Linked DNA regions of Capsicum annuum: region 2 is linked to region 1. A link is a contact called in public Hi-C data. All regions are on one chromosome and are shown on one strand. Each heading gives the region's core, a stretch centred on a gene start, on an enhancer-like site or on the middle of the called end of the contact. The rest is flanking DNA. Distances are from core to core; before and after follow the strand shown.

Region 1 (6,707 bases), core at 2,644-5,143:
CTATCTGTTATAACAGATGGGTCATTTTTTAGAAGAACATAATTTAGTTATTTAGATTTCTTCCAACAAATTACCTATCTGTTGCAACAGATGGACCATCTACTGCAATAGATAGGTAATATGTTGAAAATATTTTTGTGCTCTGTTGTATTTATTTAATTTTCTGTTACCTTTTTTTATTAACACACAAATTAATTATTGGACCATAAATAAAAACATTATATTATATAATAAAACATACATTACAAACAACAATGAGTTAAAATTATCAAGTTCATAACTAAACCAAAGAATAACACAAGACTATTTACTATTACAACAACTAAACTATTTACTACTATTACAATTATCGTGGTGCATTTCGATCCGGGCATGTAGTTTTTTGTAGCCAACGTTCTTACATATTGAGCACTTGTTTTTTCTTGTTAGAAATGATTCTCCGACTCCACACCTCCTCTTATATCGCCTTCTTTTTTATTTGTTGTTGCTTAGGTCAACATATGGAGGAGGTATTTCTCTCTTCAAAATCTCTACAGGAACAACCTAAGAATCTCCAGGAAGCACCAAATTAATATTCGTACATTATATAATTATATATTTTTCCACTATATAATATGAAGATGAGTATTCATAAATTTGATTTCAAAATTGTGCACCATATTGGGCTCGAAGCGCTGCTATAGCATGTGGACAAGGTATTTTGTCCAAGTAAAAAACACTACATGTACAAGTTCTTCTTTGAAGATCGACAATGAAAATATCACCATGACCGTTGATACTGAACTTGTAATTGGTTATTTGATGGACTAATAACTTATTTCCCGAAGTGAGGTACGTTGATGTTTTTCTTCTATTAAAGACACAAGGATGGTTGATGAGTTCACCAACTCCATATGCCTCTCTTGAAATAATTTGGTAAACCTCACATTTATTTGATCACAATGGGAAATTCTCTTTCAACGTCAAATATTTCATTCACCTATTTAACTATGTTTGACGTCATAATATTATACCTATTCAAAAGAATCACTTAGTACGATGTAGTATTACAATAAACTCAAACAAAACATTAAATTTATGAATAATGTACCTATTTTTTGGACAAAATGCATGGTTCTGTCTCTCGAATTCTATGCTTTTGAGATATTCTGCTGCTTTGGATACCATATCCCTTATTTGATTGAAATGGTCTAAGAATTTAGCTCTATCATACGCGTTAGCTGCTTTATAAAAATGAGAGACGGCCTTTGAGTTGTGGTAGTTGTTTCAAATATTTTTCCCAAGGCGCCTCATGCAACAACCATAGTGAGCTGAAGGCTAGAAAATTGACACCATCTTTTGGATACTTGGATGTCTATCCGAAATTATACACAACTCATCGGTATCATCTACGCAGCTTCTCATTTGTTCAAAATATATTGATACGAGGCATCACATTACACAAAAAGTCATCAAAAAGATGTGATTCTCTGTATTTTGTGCATCGCCGATAACAAAACTCCTTCATACTTGCTCCTCAATAATATCCCGCCGACGGCTATGACTTTTCTCAATTGTTGAAAACTAAGAATCCAAGCACCATAGGCTATAAAAAGTACTTGAACCTTCTATTTTCATCAATCTGCAATACCGTCTTACTTTGGGGATTTGTGGACTCAAGTATGTAACGGTAGGCATCAAGCACTGCATACCCATGCTCATGTGTTTCCCTAACAAGAGACTTTGAAATCTCCATGCCTTTATAAATTTTCCAATAAATCACCTTACAACCTAATTTTGTACGGAAATTGTCCATATCTCTTGTAGAAGGGCCTTTGCCACTGGGGAATCTTTTTTTGAAGTATTTATCGATGATCTTTGTTGTGACATGTAGAATATGGCTCGTAATATGTTTTGAGCCACGTGTGTGATATTTTTCATAAGTTCTAATGACGAATCTGTTAGAACTTATAAATTTCACAACCCCCAATCACCACTTGCACTTTGAATGAGCGCATCTAAAATAAAATACATTTCATGAATTAATCACCTTCTTCAATCGGAAATCTTTTTTCAAACAAGCAATATTTAATAAATTGACTAGTTCTTCCTCATCCTTGAATGGCATTTCCTTATAAAAACTAGTCTCATCGTCTTGAAGATTGCTCAACTGTGTTGATTGAGAACTACCCACTATATTGATCGCAACAATGGGCGTAGGTATTTGATGATCCTTCTTCACTTCATCTTTACTCTCATTATTCCAGATCATTCAATTTATCATCAAACATATCTTGTTGTTTTTGTTCTATATTCTAATTCTGATTCTTTATTGGTTTTTCAACCACATACACCCTTAAAGTCGGCCTAGCTGCATCACTCAGATAAGCACTCAAACGAACCAGATCGCTTATCTTAAAAGCTAGAACCCTCTGATTTTCAATATGCATTTAATTAATAACAAAATATTTTTATTGACAATTTAGTCCACAATAGTTGATGATTAAGTTCATAAAATCATCATACAAAACATCTCTTCGGACTGTCATTGCTATCGTCTTTAACATTTCACTATCCTTCCAACGCTAAATATATCGATTAATAGTACCTGAAGACATTTGTTAAAAAGGTTAATCATGATATTATAGTAAAATTAATAATGATAGTATAGTATATACAACAATAAAAATAATTATATACACTACACTATCATTATCAATGTAATCACCTGTTGCAACAAATTATCCATCTGCTGGAATTGATGTGTAGTACTATAAAACTTCAAACTGATTCCAACAGATGAGTCATCTGTTGTAACAAGTAAGTCATTTATTGCAACAAATGACCTACCTGTTGGGATTCTTGTTACAGTACTATAGAACATGAAGCTAATTCTAACAGATGAGTTATCTATTGCAACAAATGACTCATCTGTTGGATTCAACTTTAGATTTTAGAGTGCTGTAATATGAGTCCCAACAGGTGAGTCATCTGTTGCAACAGATGACTCATCTGTTGGAATCAACTTTAGGTTCTATAGTGCTGTAACATAAATCCCAATAGGTGAGTCGTCTATTGCAACAGATGACTCGTCTGTTGGAATCAACTTTAGGTTTTATAGTGTTGTAACATAAATCCTAATAGGTGAGTTATCTGTTATAACAAATGACTTATTTGTTGGAATCAACTTTAGTTTCTATAGTATTGTAACATGAATCCCAACAACAGATGACCCACTTATTGCAATAGATGACTCGCATATTGCAATAGATGACTTAACTATTGGAATCAACTTTAGCTTTTGTTGCAACAAGTGCAACAGATAACTCATCTGTTGGATTCAGCTTCAGGTTCTATCCATTGTTGAAAAAACAACAGTAGCAGATATACCAGATGAGATATTCAACTACAAATCATAATTTTACGTACAAAATCGCCTATGAAGTAATGCCCAGTGATATATGAATAATATTTGATCTAAAAATTTGATCCAATAACAGCAGTAGCGGTAACAACAACAATATGGTCAAGAATAAGAAAATGATGATGATGATTCAGAAGAAGATACTGATAATGAAGAAGAAGATGACAATAATGAAGATAATAAAAAAAGTAACAACAACAATAAAAATAAAGAGAGAGACAATAAATGTAAAAAAAGAAAAACATGCATTTTTTTTACCTAATAAAAAAATTACTCCCTCCTCCTATTTTACCCATCCCAAATTGAGATGGCACAACTATTAAGAAAATAATGATTGATAATGTATAATTTTACCATTTTTCGCGTTTTAATTGTGTCTTGTTATTAGTTTCAATATTAATGAATGACTAATAACAAAGAGTAATTAATTACATTAAGGATATAATGAGAAAAAGATTTATTTGATAAGTAAAAAAGGACAAGTAAAATGAAACATCATAAAATGAAACGAAAAGAGTACAAGTAAATCTCAAACTTTCTCAACTCATCATTAAATAATATTATCGACTACATTCAATTATTAACATCTGAATCACCACACTTTCACTTCAAAACTCTTTTGTCACCTCTAATTCAATCTCCCCAACCACTTTCCCCAATTTCCAAACAGCACCGATATCCTTCTGTCGAACGAAGATGCAGGCAATCACGAGAAAATTAGGGCAGCGATCTTTGAAACATCATTCGCCTGCGATTTCATCTTTCAAGTCCCTCTATCCCCTTTGTGATGATCACTGTATGTATCCTATTTATTCATTTCAAGGGCAACTCAAGTTTTCATTTGTTATTTTCTTCCCACAGTGTGGTGATCTCTCGTATCGGATTATGTTCTGTTTTTTTTATTTTATTTATTTCAGACTATGGTTATCTTACTCCGCGCTTCGCATCTAACCTTGTCACCGGGGGTACGGGACCTCTAGTTCGCAAGGGAACTGGTGGAAGATCATCCGTTAGGTAAGTGCAATATTGAATGACTTGCCTTTTCTTAAAAATCTTATTTCATAGCCGCCGTGTAAGATGATACCAATTTGTTGAGCTAATGCTTTGGTTAATTTGGTACATTCCTTAATTAGGTCGGGAGTTTGCTAGTCGAGGGATAACTTTAAGATTTTGATCTCTAGATTTAGACAACTCCTTGTCTTACAAGTCAAATCATTGAGTATTGGAATAATATGGGCCCAAATAGACCAAAATGGACATTGAGAATTTATATAACTTCCTAACTAGTTTGGGATTGAGGGTTGGGTAGTAGTTGTTCAATCTTATACTATTCCACTAAATTTGATATATCATTTTTCGTTTCTTAATACTGTGAAATTCCATTGAACTTTTGTCATTGTTTTGACTCACTGTGAATGATTCAGGATTTTATGTTATTTTTGCTTATTGGTTGTTCTGGAGCTTCTGGTACTCTCTTTTTGAATACCTACATGATGAGTCGTAGCTTTTGTGCAGATTCTTTGTTTCTTTTTTATGTGTGCAACTACAAGTATGTATTGTTGATTTTACATGTTTTTTGAATCCGTTGTTTGTCAGTGGAATAGTTGCTACAGTCTTTGGAGCTACTGGATTTCTCGGGCGTTATCTTGTGCAACAGCTTGGTACTTCTAATCACCTTTTTTGTTACTTACAATACAGACGAAGTTAAAAGAGTTCTTGAGATAAATGATTCTTGTTTTCCTTTTTCTGTTTGAGCTCACAGCTAAAATGGGCAGTCAAGTGTTGGTTCCTTTTCGTGGATCTGAGGATTCTCCTCGTCATCTTAAGTTAATGGGTGACTTAGGACAGGTATATTAACAGCTGTGCTCACATAGAACTTATTTTATTTTATCTGAGCTGTTTTTTTTAATTGTTACTATTATTATTATTATTATTATTATTATTATTGTTATTATTATTTTCTGATGTTCTTGAGCTTATCTTAAGCAAAAAACAGGAGTTATGAAAACATTTCACATTTTTATGGGGTTACTGCCTCTCTTTTTTTATCTTGCCTAGATTGTTCCTATGAAATACAATCCCAGGGATGAAAATTCAGTCAAGGCAGTGATGGCAAAAGCTAATGTTGTGATCAATCTCATCGGTATGCCTTCTGGAATTTTTAATCAGTGGTCCACAAAGATATCCTTACAATCATTTCCATAAAGCTTTATGGTTTCCAGGAAGGGAATATGAGACAAGAAATTACAGCTTTGAGGAAGTCAATCACCATATGGCCGAACAGCTCGCAATGGTAGGTTCTGCTGTTATATTGCCTTCTGCTGCACTTAGATTAGTTGATTATAAGCTGAAATAAGCTTCGTCTCAATCTGGAAAAGATATCCAGTGCATTGTTTGGGACTTTGGTTTAATCTGTTTCTTTTCTTTTGATAAGTACAATGTTGTCCAATTTGTCAACTTGTGATTTACGACACTGAAGACAATCTGAAATTAGCACATAAAGTCATTACAACTTATTCCGTGGTTTTCCGAGGGTGGTATCATTCGCTTCTCTTTATAGAACATGTGGTTCCCAGTGCTGTTGGTCTTACCCCTTTTATTCTCAGTGCTGTTTATCTTATGGTGAACTTTGGTTTTACTTGGAGAGCCCTACCGACTTTTTGTATGTCATTGTGCATATAACAGTTTCAAAAAGATAAACTTCGTTGTGAATGTGTGTGCAGACTTACAATGCCTTTACCTATCTGCCTTTCTGATTGTAGTTGTGTGCAGTTTGTGGAAAATGAGACTTCTTTCAACCTTGCCAAGAACATGAATTTTCTTTGACTTACATTAACTAGGTGGGAATTGCATAATCATAGAAGTACTCTGGGGATGATAAAATTGGTTGTTATGGGGGTGTTTGGATTGGCTTATTTTTAAGTGCTTTTGGCTTTTAAGCATTTTTTTTAGTTTTTAGTAGTGTCTAGCAAAAAAAGAAGTGCTTATAAATACACACTTTTAGGCCAAAAAACGTACAAAAATAAGCCAAAAGCCAAAAGTAGGGGGTCTCCCCTACTCATGATTTTTAGCTTTTAACTTATAAGCTACTTTTCAAAGCTCATCCAAACACCCTCTATGTAAGGTTTTACCTGAGAATGAAATAACTGATGTTGCATTCCTACTTTACGTGTGTGCATATTTCAACCGGTCCACTTTGTGTCTAAGTTGAAGACCAAACCGATGTCCGCTTTGTGGTTAAGACCAAGACCAAACCGATGTCCACTTTGTGTATATGACCAAGACCAAACCAATGTCCACTTTG
Region 2 (6,707 bases), core at 2,921-5,420, 130 kb before region 1:
TTCATCTACGACCTGTAAACTATCACAAAATAATACAGTAATAGAGATATTAAAATAATATAGTTAAACCCAACCTTTACCCCAAAAAAAATCTTCAAAGTCGATCGACATTCATCTACTATCTGTAAATTAAAATAAAATAATACGATAATAAAGATATCAAAATAATACAATTAAAACTACCCTTTCAATTTTTGTTGAGAGGAAATTTTGATCCTAAAGGCCGACTTGAATGAAAATAAAATAAGAAAATATAGTAAAAGTAAAAAAAGTTATATATATATACACAGATATATACACAAACGTTGAATGCAAGTTTAAAATAATTTATACACATTTTTAGACCTTCTTTTTTCAAAAATAAAGAAACTGTCCAAAAAAGGACAAATTTATTATGTTAGTGTATATGCTGAATTCTATTTCAAATTTCGCAAATTTATATTTATTTGCCAAATATAAGGTACTATATTAGGACTCTTTTAATAATGGTGATTTTTTATTTTTCCAAAAATATATATTATTTGTATTTATGTATAATTATAATTTAAAAAAATATAAAAAAGATGATTTTGTTTAAAGGAGAGTGTTTTAATGAAGGTTAAAAAGTTCGAATCACTTTTCTAAGGTTTTCACACTTTTATAATATTATATAATATTATATAGAGAGAGAAAGAGAGAGATTATATATAGATTATATATAGATTATTTTTGGTATACTTTAAAACAATTGTATTTTACGTAAGTTGTACCACAATATTAATTGCTCACGTAATTGATCATTGTAGATTTTTCAACTAATTGACTTTATTTTAAAGATTTAGTTAAGGTAATATTTTCATTAATTTAAAAGTCTAAAATTTAAGGTATATAAATCCAAAAAGGAAAGGTTTAATAACTAAATTTAAATGAATTTTAAGTTTTAAATATTAGAAAAATAATGAAAAGACAGTTTTATCTATTGTAGAGTCTTTTAATGAAGGGCAAAAAGTTCAAATCACTTTTCTAAGGGTCTTCACACTTTTAATATATTATATAGATATAGATTATAGATTATAGATATTATGTTGTGATTTTTAGCTTCAAGTGATAACTAATTATTTTTTTCATTATTAAAATTTTTTAAGATAATATTATTTACTTACTACTTTATATTGATTTATTATTTGTGTGTTTCCTTTGAAGTAGGCTAATGTTCTCACATTTTGGCAATTAATTTATGATTTATTCAGCTCGTAAAGATAAATTTTCTTTGATAAAAGGCTCTAGCAAATTCAAATTTTAGCTAATTATAACTAGATTAATTATAGTAAAATATCTTTTTTTTTTTTTTAGTAAGAACGTATTTGACCTCAATCGTTGATTTCCAAACTCGAATTCCTTAGATAAATGTTTACGCACTAAAATCTATTTCTTTTCCTTAAAATCAAACAGTCCAAACATTTTACTATATTCTATATTTTTCAACATGTGTTTCAAGTTTTCGAATTTTTTTTAAGTTTCCAAAACACAAATTGTACATGTGTCCTTACACTCGTATATAAGGTATATTTTATTACTATTATCATTATTTTATTATATTAAGTATTATTATTTTTACAAATACTATAATTATCAAATTATTATTATTTATCCATTTTATCAACTCTATCACATTTATACACTTCACTATTACATTTTATTTTTCACTTAGTTTCAATTTAATGGAGTTATAGAAATTAAAAGAATTTTCACTACTTTTCCATATACACTCTTAAATATACAATATACATACATTCATGTTTATAATATATAAATCCTCACATACTTTTGAGACTACATTTTCTTCACTTTAGAGTTATTTTATTCACGTGGTTAATATCATGCACTTTTTAAACATATTTTCTTATAAAATCATAAGACTTTATATTTTCTAACATATGTATTATAACTATTCTTTTTTTTCCCCATATTTTTGAAAGCATAAATATATATTTTGCGAAAATTTTATTACTTCCTTGTATATGATAGCATTACATCTATATACCTTGGGTTTCTTATCACTTTTTTAGAAAATCTAAAAGCAAATATTTTTCCAATTGTTTTATTACAAAAACTAAGTTTTAATGATTATCTTCGGATGGGCTGTGATGGCTGCTTAACACCTTCTCCTCGAGCAACCAAAATCCTTTTCCAGAATTTCAAAGTTTTCAAATACCAAAAGTAGAGTTTTACAAAAAATAGTTTTTCTAATTTTTCCTAAAAGTTCGGTTGTGACACTAAATGAATTTTCAAAGTCAAAGAGTCATAACCATTTATGTTGTATATTGTTTTGACCGATTCGAAATAGGATGCAACACTCTTGACGTACGTATAAATATAATTGTTCTAAATTCATAGTAAACAGTTTGGAATCCACTGTGGGGCCAAAGCAACTGAGTTGGCTTAATCTCTCTTAGTCTTTGTTAATTTGTTTGTTTTATGTTTCAGTAAATCTATGCTAGGATAATTGCCAATAATGGAGAGCATACTAATGGGGTACTTTCAGCACACAATGTAGCAAGATAGAGAAAGCTGATGAAAAAGGTGGAAGCCTAGGATAGGCGAATGAATGAGTTTCAGTATGGTCTGACCCAAGGAACTTTGATTTCCTCCAAAAAAAAAATGAGAAGGCGATGATGATGAGAAGTTCAATGGAAGGTCTAACAGACACAATCCTAGAAAGTCAAGGGGTGAGCTGGAAGCCTCAACCTTTATGCTGGAGTCTGTGATATAAATACTAAGGGAAGAGATGAAGGTGCGGAATATAGAGCTTTACAATTGTAAGGATCGTTATTTTGTTAGTTCCTCCCATAGCCAATGGTCCAAACTTGAAAATCTATGCGAAGGTGCCTTGCAAGTCTAGTGTGGTGACAAGGCCCATACCCATAAGATTCAAAATGCAAGACATCACCAAATATGATGGGACTAGATATTCTCAAGAATATCTATTATTCTTCAGAACGGTTGTAAATGGGAACTATGTGATAATGGAGGAGATCGAGTCAATGATGGTCAAATAGCAAGCAAAAACCCATTCACGCGGGGCTCTAGTATGGTATTCTCTCCTACCTAAAAATTCTATTGAATATTTGAACATGTTGGCATATAACTTTGTTAGGGCTCATGCAGGAGCTACGAAAGTGTGACGCCATAGAGAGGACTTATTTAAAATAAAATAGAAAGAAATAGAATTACTTTTGGAGTCCGTTGATAGGTCTAGAAGGAGTGGATGCAGCAGCCCATTGTACCAAAAGAATACTTAGAATCCTTCATTAAAGGACTAAATCTCAAGAGCTAAGTTACTTCATCCAAACTGAAAGAAAGCCTGACAGAGTTCGAGAATATAATGTGGGTAGATGTGCATAGTCAATCCAAGTCCATATTTCGAGTTGAGGATGATTACAGGTGAGTCGAATGGAACACCCCTAGGGTGTAGAATAAATCAGTGGTTGAAAAAACTCATTGCACCAAGGGGATAAATCGTCTCAAAGCATCTCACATTGAGGGAATTTATAGGGAACACCCTAAGGACGACACACCCCTACACAATGGATCCAAGAGCGGGTTTAAGAAGGCACATCGGCCCTCACTCCATCATCTCACCATATACTAGAAAAAGGGACTTAAAGCAAAGGGGCCTTCGGGCTAGAGAAGATCCAAAACACGTGGTATACGTCATCGACAATATTCCCCTTCTTTTAGAGTATCACTTCACCATCAATTTGGGGGAACTAGTGTCGGTTATCTAAGACATCAAAAGGACAAAATTCCTGAAACCCATTTGCACCGACTTTGATCCTCAAAACTAGAATGCATGGTGCAAATTTATAGGATATAGGGGCATGACAGTGGGGATTGTTATCATCTAATAGAATCGGTGGTCGAGCTACTCAAGCATGGATACTTGAGGGCATTCTTAAGTGACTGCACCAAGGTAAACTATAGGGAAAAAGTTGAAGGGAACAAGCAGGTCGTAAGTTAGGTTTCCCTTGCAAGACGATAAGTTACTAAAACCCATACAGAACAATGGGTACGTTCTCTTTCTTTTAAATTATTCCTAACTACTTATTTTTCTCTTTTTCCATGGTATGGCAGGTTCTTGACAACAACTCTTGCTCTCGGAGGAGGGACAACCTCTTATTGGGAGTCTGAACTCAACATCCATGGCCTGGGGCGAGCAGAACCCTCAAAGGCACCAGGAGAAAGGGAACCCATCAACCGCAGAATCAAGACTGAACGCCTGAAAGGATGAGCTACACTATTTTTTCATTTGACCAAGCCTTTTGTCCCCAATGAGGGTTTTTGTAGGCATGATTTTTAATGAGGTAGCAGTAAGGACTTATGGAAGGAGATTGGGACAAAAACATTTCGAAAATTAAGTATATGATCTAACTGTCTCAAAAACACAAATTATAAACAAAAAATGTATTTCAAAATATCAAGTACTGTGAGAGAAAATCAAAAGCCAAATTCACCAAAACCTTCGGCCAGGGGGAACGAGCCACCAAAACTTAATTGCTCAATACTGCGAGAGCTTAATCGCGGTCCTCTCAACTAACGGGTCAAGATCTCTCTCAGCTACTCACACACTGTAGTGCACTCATGGGAAAAAGGCTTTATGCTAAGGATCCCCAATCCCAAAAATCAGGCCCCCCAAAACCCTAATCATCCAGGGTAAGCCACTATCTAAGAGCATCTCAAGACAACAAAAAAGAGTACTAGGGACTGCTGCAAAGATCATAGCATGTATCTTAAAATATTAGACTCAGGACAAAATATTCGGTTGAGACAATATTAACATGACACCTTACTGAAATGTCTTAACTTACACTTGACGTGGGGACTGATCATCCAAGAGCGATAATTCGAGGATGCATCTTACACACCTTCGGGGAGCTTCGAGCATGATTAACCCTCAAATCATTACAAAAATACAAATTGTCCCCCATCAAAGAGTCCTAAGTCAAAAATGACTAAAATGGAGAAATTTTCTCTCGATTTTACGTTCTATAGCTCTCTGAGATGTCTAGACTTAGTAGCACAACCATAAAAATAAATAGGGATCCATCTTCAAACTTGAGGTTCAAACAAATAGACTTAAAGTAATCTCTGATTGAATTGCGCGAGATATCTACGGCTCGACATCGAAGATAATTTTGCAAAGAAATATAAAAAATAAAAATTGATTTGTGTTGATCTTGTATCATCAATAACAATGAGTCAACACTTACTAAATTGGTCTCAAAATATACTCGAGCAGAATCAATGATGGGAAATGCTTAAGGTATGACCCTGGGGATACTCACAAAAAGGGCAATCACTTCTACATTGTGTGGAAGCCACAGACCCCAACTCGTGAATGGGCATGGGCAAGTTGAATTAACATAATCTTTGGGACCTGCAACCACCATAATCACCAAACTCGCTAATAGGGCATAAAAGGCCCAAGGGTCTAACGCACCACCTCAAGGAAGTTAAGGGAAGGGAGAGGCACGAATTGGAGAACCGCTCTAGACCTCTCTTGTCCTTGAACTCACCCATAGTTTTAACCTTACCCTTATTAATGACTTTAGTGGAACAACCCAAGGTCAACCACTGGGATCAAAGACAACGATATGGCAAAAACAATATGAGAGACCTAGTTTAAAGTCTGAATATTGGGAGCAATTAAGAAGGAGCTTTTCTTTCTCTCTCCCAATATTGAAGAAGAAAGTCTCTAAATAGAATAAAAGACCAGTCTTGAAAAACCCTTATATATACTAGAAAGCCTAATCAATGCACGAAAAGTAAAGGGTCATGCAAGGCTACCACGTGGATGATCCAGTCAATTCAAAGCGACGATACACAAAAATCAAGGCGTTAAAGCCATTCCATCTTTTGTAAATCTAGCAGTTCAAGCCTCAAAAAGAATAATTCTCTTAACTTCCTATCTTTATGTAAAGAAGAAGAAAATTGAGAAATAAGAAATCGAGTAATTTCATTAATATATTTAATATCAAATACAAAGGTTCAACCTCAAGATCTTGAGTACAAGATCTGAGACAAACAAACTAATCACATAAAATACACATAGGTAAAAGAGCCTTTATCCTACTTGAGATAGACTGACCTCTGATACTTTACCCTCAAAGAAATATATAGATACCCCCTATAAATCCAGTTGGTGTGCAAGGTCAACCATGTCCTAGGACTCGACAATCTCCCTATGCAAGTGAAAACCTGCAACTTGAGTCTCTCCCAAGATCCTTAGGCAAATCAGCTGAGTATCTCTGGGACTTCTCACGTCAAGGTGCTTATCCTTGAGCCTAATTTTCTTGAACAGGGATCAGATTTTCTCTTGAAAACACTGGATTTTATCTTGAGGTGGCCTCTGAGAACGCAAAGCTATTTATGGGAGTAGTGACTCAGCTCCAGCTAATCAGATATGTTTTCTTAGTTTAGATTTCTTCTCAAAAGCCTCTCAATGGCACTAGCTTGTTCAACATTTTCACGATTCAAGTCCTCTACCTCTTTGGACCAACAAATCACGTCCTGTTGATACATTTTTCACTCATTCAAAATTATGTCCCTTTCAAATCATAGCTCTTTGACCTTGGAGGCTCATTGAGCAAGGGCCTGCACTGGAATTGGACAATCTCCCATTGTAGAAAGAGTCTTCTCAAGGTAGGAGCACCTTGATAAGAGGTTCT

The links. Hi-C and Micro-C count contacts between places; a contact is called where the count stands out from the background.
Region 2: a contact with region 1 is called in a Hi-C map of leaf, with 1.8 times the contacts expected there. The contact joins the enhancer-like site here to the promoter of LOC107842518 in region 1. A contact is called at or near these places in 3 of 5 Hi-C or Micro-C datasets (bud, leaf and placenta).

The regions. Positions count from the first base shown.
Region 1 is chr9:114,799,963-114,806,669 of UCD10Xv1.1, reverse strand. It overlaps LOC107842518 (NADH dehydrogenase [ubiquinone] 1 alpha subcomplex subunit 9, mitochondrial), which reads left to right and starts at 3,893. Exons shown (of 13, transcript XM_016686417.2): 1 at 3,893-4,199; 2 at 4,321-4,417; 3 at 5,000-5,064; 4 at 5,166-5,251; 5 at 5,462-5,546; 6 at 5,626-5,696. The coding sequence starts at 4,100.
Region 2 is chr9:114,930,069-114,936,775 of UCD10Xv1.1, reverse strand. LOC107842519 (a long non-coding RNA gene) reads right to left here. Exons shown (of 2, transcript XR_001665832.2): 2 at 5,971-6,707. Among protein-coding and RNA genes, the nearest start is that of LOC107842519, 6.6 kb to the right of the region's middle. Within about 2 kb of position 4,170, at least 4 of the 5 cell types and tissues checked have an H3K27ac peak or open chromatin away from gene starts, as enhancers often do. A contact at or near this core is called in bud and leaf, where this site is marked.